Linked DNA regions of Callithrix jacchus: region 2 is linked to region 1. Evidence: chromatin contacts called from public Hi-C data. All regions are on one chromosome and are shown on one strand. The core of a region is the stretch at or near the end of the contact, and the rest is flanking DNA. Distances in the headings are between cores, read along the strand shown.

Evidence for each region. Hi-C and Micro-C count contacts between places; a contact is called where the count stands out from the background.
Region 2: a contact with region 1 is called in a Hi-C map of skeletal muscle, with 3 times the contacts expected there. The contact joins the enhancer-like site here to the promoter of CEBPB in region 1. A contact is called at or near these places in 2 of 3 Hi-C or Micro-C datasets (both in skeletal muscle).

The regions. Positions count from the first base shown.
Region 1 is chr5:45,726,123-45,729,129 of calJac240_pri, reverse strand. It overlaps CEBPB (CCAAT enhancer binding protein beta), which reads right to left and starts at 1,516. Exons shown (of 1, transcript XM_003732845.5): 1 at 1-1,516. The coding sequence starts at 1,315. The coding sequence ends at 281.
Region 2 is chr5:45,821,300-45,824,306 of calJac240_pri, reverse strand. No RefSeq gene overlaps it. Among named protein-coding and RNA genes, the nearest start is that of CEBPB, 95 kb to the right of the region's middle. Within about 2 kb of position 1,531, at least 3 of the 16 cell types and tissues checked have an H3K27ac peak or open chromatin away from gene starts, as enhancers often do. A contact at or near this core is called in skeletal muscle, where this site is marked.

The DNA.
Region 1 (3,007 bases), core at 267-2,766:
GCAGAGAGTCATTCATCTGTACACATAGACGTTTCTTCTTTAAATAACACCACGGGCGGGCGCCCCATCTGCATGTGCGGTTGATTTGGACAAAAATATAGATATATATATATATATAATAAAATATTAAAATTACCGACGGGCTCCCCGCGCTGCCAAGTGCCCCAGTGCCAAAGTTTTGCCGGCGCCGCCGGGGGCGGGGGCGGGGGCGCGGGCGCGGGTGCGGGCGCTCCCCGGAGTCTCGGCCCCGGCCGGCAGGGGGACGCGCGCGGGGGCCGCGTTAGCAGTGGCCGGAGGAGGCGAGCAAGGGCTCGGGAAGCTGCTTGAACAAGTTCCGCAGGGTGCTGAGCTCGCGCGACAGTTGTTCCACCTTCTTCTGCAGCCGCTCGTTCTCGGCCGTGAGCTCCAGGACCTTGTGTTGCGTCTCCAGGTTGCGCATCTTGGCCTTGTCGCGGCTCTTGCGCACGGCGATGTTGTTGCGCTCGCGCCGGATCTTGTACTCGTCGCTGTGCTTGTCCACGGTCTTCTTGGCCTTGCTCTTGACCTGCGAGGGCGCCGGCGCGGCCCCAGCGTAGCAGGCGGCCGGGGGCGCCTTGGCGTCGGCGGGGCTCGGCGTGCCGGGCGGGCTGGACGACGAGGACGTGGAGAGGCTCCCGCTGCTGCCGCTCGGCACAGCCTGGTAGCCGAGGTAAGCGCGCAGCGCGTACGGGAAGCCCGCCGCCATGCCTGCGCCGCCGCCCGGCGCCCCGGCCTCCTCCTTCCGCTTGCAGTCCGCGGGCTCGAAGCCCGGCTCCGCCTTGAGCTCGGCGGGCGGCGGCGGCGGCGGGGGCGGCGGGTGCAGGGGCGCGAAGCAGCCGGGGTGCAGCGCGCCCTTGGCGGCCCCCAGGCGCCCCAGGCTCACGTAGCCGTACTCGGCCGGCTTCTTGCAGTTCTTGCCCCCGTAGTCGTCGGAGAAGAGGTCGGAAAGGAAGTCGTGGTGCTGCCCGGAGGAGGCGGGCGCGGGGGCGGGCGCAGGCGGAGCCGCCTCGAAGGTGTCCGTGGCCGTGGCGGGCGCCGGGGCCTGCGGCGCGCCCAGCGGCTCCAGGTACGGGCTGAAGTCGATGGCGCGCTCGTGGTCGCCGATGCTGCCCAGCTCGCCGGCGGGGGGGCGCGGCCCGGGTCTGGCCGCGGGGGGCGCCGCGGGGGCCGCCTTGCCGCCGTACGCAGCAGCCAAGCAGTCCGCCTCGTAGTAGAAGTTGGCCACTTCCATGGATTTAAAGGCAGGCGGCGGCGGCAGGGGGAGACATGCTGGGTCCCAGGCCACCAGGCGTTGCATGAACGCGGGTGCCCGGGGAGGGGGCCTGGGGCTGCCCGCTCCGGCCGGCCCGCAGGTGGCGCGGCCTCCCTGCTGTGAGCTGTCGCCGCTGCGTCGCTGCTGCTGCCGCGGCTGCCGGGGTGGCCGCTATTAGTGCGGGGGCTGGTGGCTGGACCCTCGGGTGGGTCCCCTTCCCAGTCCCGTGCGCGGCTCTGACTCGCTAAAGTTTCTCCTGAGCCCGGTTATTTATAAGGGCGGCCCGTAGCAACCGTGCGTCACGCCGGCCCCTCCCGCCGCCGCCACCGGGACGCGGAGGACACGGCCGCGGACGCCCGAGACCCCCGGGAGGCCGGTGGCGGGGCGCAGCGGAGGGACCGGGCACCCGGAGCGCGTTTTCCGGGGGTCCCCGGGCCGCGGGGGGAGCGGCATCGCGCCCCCTGCCCACCCGCGCTCGGCCGCCCCGGGATTGGGAGCGAGAGGGGGCGGTGCGACCCCGCCCCCGGACCGCCCCTCTGGGCTGGAGGCTGCCCTGAAAGGCGGGGGAATCCGAGGAGGGGGCGACCTGAGCGCCTTCCCCCCGGAGACGCGGCCGCGGCCCGCCCCCTGCTGGAGGAGGCGGAGGTTTCAGGAGGGCCGAGCCGAGCCCGGACTGCCGACCGGGGGCCGCTCCCCGGGCCGATCCCTGGAGACCCCAGGCCGCAGCTCTAGCTCCTGGAGAAGCGACCCATCCCCGTGGCCCTTCCTCTCCTAAACTCCCACCCCTTCCCCAGGTCCCTGGCTCTAGAAAGGAGACTCCAGGCCTGTGACGACTCCCTCTTAAGCCACCAATATGAGGATCCCGGGGGTCGGGGAGGGGACAGGGCAGGAGCGCGCTCCGCTGGGGGCTGGACCCTGGTGGACGGCGCCCCGCCCACCTCACCTGCCGCCTGCTCGCGGCTTCAACACCTGGGTCTTCTCCCACCCCGCACCGCACCACCCGACCTGGGCCCTGCGATGGGGATGGAGTTGGGGGGCGCTCGGCCCTGCCACACTGTGTGACCTTGGGTGAGTCCCTTCACTTCTCCCAGCTGCAGTCCATGAAGGGTGTCCCTACTGTCAGCAGTGGTGGCATTGTTCCTACAGACTCCCCAACCTGAGGTTTACCTTATAGGCAGCACATCGGAGAAAAAGGGACCCCCACGGATTGTGCCACTGGAGGCCCAGAGGGGGCATAGCATGGCATACCAAGGTCACAGCCTAGTGTCCCGCCCACATTCATCCCACACGAAATGCCTGCCCTCTCTGGGCCCTAAGACCTATTGCCAGCCCCAGAGACCAAAAAGCTTCTGTTTCTGAAGCTGCCGTGAGCGGCTTAAGCCAGGCCTCACGGGAGAGGGGGTGGCATTCAGGAAAGAGAAGAGACACCCCTGTTTTTACCAAGTCCCTGCCCTGTGCTCGGGGTGGGCCTGGACCCCAAGGTTCAACTTTTTTCACCCCACCAGGAAGATGCTTCTGCTGCTGCCTTTTCACAGACGGGAAAGTGACAAGCACCAGTCTGGACTTGAGCACAGGCCAGAGGTCCTCTGACCACTGCCCGCCTCTGCTGGGTAGGCTCAGGTCAGAGGGCCCTTTGCCCTCCGGGACCCACTCCTAGGCCACTGGGGCAGCTCCCTGGGCCCACCTCTCTGCCACTCCTAGCCCAGGCTGCCCAGGCAGGAGCTCCCAGCCTGCCAG
Region 2 (3,007 bases), core at 282-2,781, 95 kb before region 1:
GGGAGAGGCCAGAGACCCCAAATGTTTGTGGGATGGCTGACCTTGTCCCCCCAAACACCTCTGTGAGTTGGGTACCATTAGTGTGCCATTTTACAGACAAGGAAGCTGAGGCTCAGAGGGACCAAGTGATAAGCCTCGATCACACAGCCAGGAAGTGAGGGGACTGAGATTCAAACCTGGCTCCAAAGCCTGTAATGGGGTTCAGTTCTGTCATCCAGAAAACAGGCACCTGAGCTCAGCTCTGTTCCAAAAACAACAAAGAAGCCAGAGTCCTGGAAGCGTCCCTGGATGCTTTGGGAGCCCTGAAGGCTGACATCAGACGTGGCTGCCCCTCTCTAGGTCTCACTGTCCCCATTTGTTCACTAATGGGGTCACATCAGGCAACGCCTAAGGAAGGCCCCAGCCGGTCTGACCCAGGGGAGCTTCAAAGCCTGTTTCCCAGAAGCCTCTGCCCCGGGAGATGTAAGAGGAGCTGGAGGCAGAGCCAGAGGGGGCCAGCCCTACAGGCCTGCCATTCCCTGAGAGGTCGTCCTGACCCAGGAACGAGACTGCACAGGCAGCAGGAAGCTGGCCAGGCAGAGAAGGCAGGGGCATCGGCTGCTGAGGGTGGGATTTGATGAGGCTAGAAATCAGAGCCAAAGCTAGCACCACCGCAAGGCACTGGGTTTTGGGTGCTTACTAAGGACAGGGCATGGTGCTAAGCACTTTCCATTCATTCATTCATTCATTCATTCTGCAACTATGGACTGAGCACTTTCTTGTATGAGGTGTTTTGTTGGGGTATGGGGACACAGTGATGACCAACAGAGATAAAGATGGAGCTGCCACCCTGGGGCGGGTCAACAGAATAAGCAGGAACCATGATGGGTCAGGTAGCACTGAGAGATGAGGAGAGGAATTCAGTAAGGAGAGAGTGTCCAGGCAGGAAAGGCCTCATGAGCTGCGACATTTGAGCAGAGACCTGAGGGAGGTGCAAGGGCGCAGGGAAGAGCACAGGTGGAGGCTCTGGGTGGGGCATGCCCGGTGCATTTGAGGACCAGCCAGAGGGCCAGTATGGCAGGGGCAGAGTCAATCCCTCCAAATGCCAGGGGAGCAGGCACTGTTATTACCGCCTTTTACAGAAAAGGAAAGTTAGGCTCAGAGCAGGGAAGTGACTTGTCGAGAGTCACACAGTCTGGAAGTGGCAGTGTAAGGAGCAGTCACTCCTCACATCGTCAGGCCATGCCGGAGCGCATCCATGCCAACGGCCCTGTGTGTATGACGAGCCTGCGTGGCCCAGGGTGGCTCCCAGAAAGCATGTGTCATCTACCTTGGTCACAGCCGTGGGTGGTATGATTGTGCAATCCAGAGCCCTGCAGGGAGCCAGGGGCCTGGACCGAGGGTAGGCTGGGACCTGACACAGTCCTGGCCGCACCCAGGTTCAGGCCTGCCCTCACCCTGCCTCCCAAGCCCTGTGGGGTCTAGGGGCAGGGGCCACCAGATAGCCAAGAATCCAGGGGGCTCACTCACACTGAGGTGTGAGGGACTGCTAGAAGCCCTGGGCTGACCCTTTCACCAGATCATAGCAGCAGCTTTGCAGCCTCAGTTTCCCCCTCTGTCAGATGGTGGATCCTCTTAGGGGGTCTCCAACAGCAGTTGCAGGTTCTTGGGTCCAGAGAGAGACAGGGCTTCCTGAGTCACACAACCAGTGGCTGACAGTCAAGGTGACCCTGGCCTGCTCACACCTGCCACCCAGGCTCCACCACTCCCCCTCCCCCACACTCTCGCTGCCCACACTGCCAAGCCCTGGCCCACGCTGCCCACTCTCCTGGGAGCACCTTTCCCCTCCTCCTGTGAAAAAGAGGGAAGACCAAGACAGGCAGATCACCTGAGATCAGGAGGTTCGAGACCAGCTCGACCAACATGGAGAAACCCCATCTCTACTAAAGATATAAAATTAGCCAGGCATGGTGGCACATGCCTTTAATCCCAGCTACTTGGGAGGTTGAGGCAGGAGAATCACTTGAACCTGGGAGGTGGACATTGCAGTGAGCTGAGATCTCACCATTGCAATCCAGCCTAGGCAATAAGAGCAAAACTCTGTCTCAAAAAAAATTTTTTTTTAATTTAAAAATTTTAAAAGAATACAGGATGGTCAGGGATGAACAGGGAGAGAGTGTGGAGGAGGCCGAGGCTACTTAAGGGAGGGGAAGGGTCAGAAAAGGTGTCTGTCGAGGGTGGCATCTGAACTCAGACCTGAAGAGGTGAGGGAGTCGGGGGCATCCACGGTGGATGAGGGCTCCAGGCTCCTGCAAAGACCCTGAGATGGAAAAACCCAGGACTTCTTGAGGAATGGCAGGAAGCCATCGGGGCTGGAAGGGTGGAAGCGAGGGAAAGAGAGGCGGCAAGGTCATCAAACAGGTGGAGGGTTCGTTGGGGGGTCGCACCTGGTCTCACAGGCCACAGGAAAGACCAGGATCCCTGGGAGGGGTCTGTGTGGGAAGGGATAGGTCCCTTCTGACAGGTTCCTCTGGTCACGTGTGGAGAACGGACGGTGAGGGGCTGAGGGAGAAAAGGAAGCCAGGAGGTGACTGCACCAGTACAGGCAGTGGTGCTGGTGGCCAGGGCCGAGGCAGGGGCCTGGAGGTGAGGAGACGAGGGCAGACTCCGGGTCCACCTGGAAGTTGGAGCCGACAGGATGTGATGAGTGATCAGACGTGGGGCAAGTGAGAGGGAGAAGGCCAGGGAGACTCCCTGGTTTGGGGGTCCACCTGGAGGATGGAGGAGCCATTGGTAGAGGTAGGACTGGTTTCGGGGGCAGATCAGCAGTGGAGTCCTGGCCGTCCTGGGTCTGAGGCTCCTCTTGGCCATCCCGGCAGTGATAGAGACAGGTGGGTGGAGACCTGAGTCTAGACTCAGGCATGGCCTTGGGGAGACACCTTTCTTTGGAAGTCAACAGCATTTAGATGAGGATAAGAACCGTATCTTTGGTGTCTATGGCCCCCTTCCTCCCTCTTACCCTCACAGC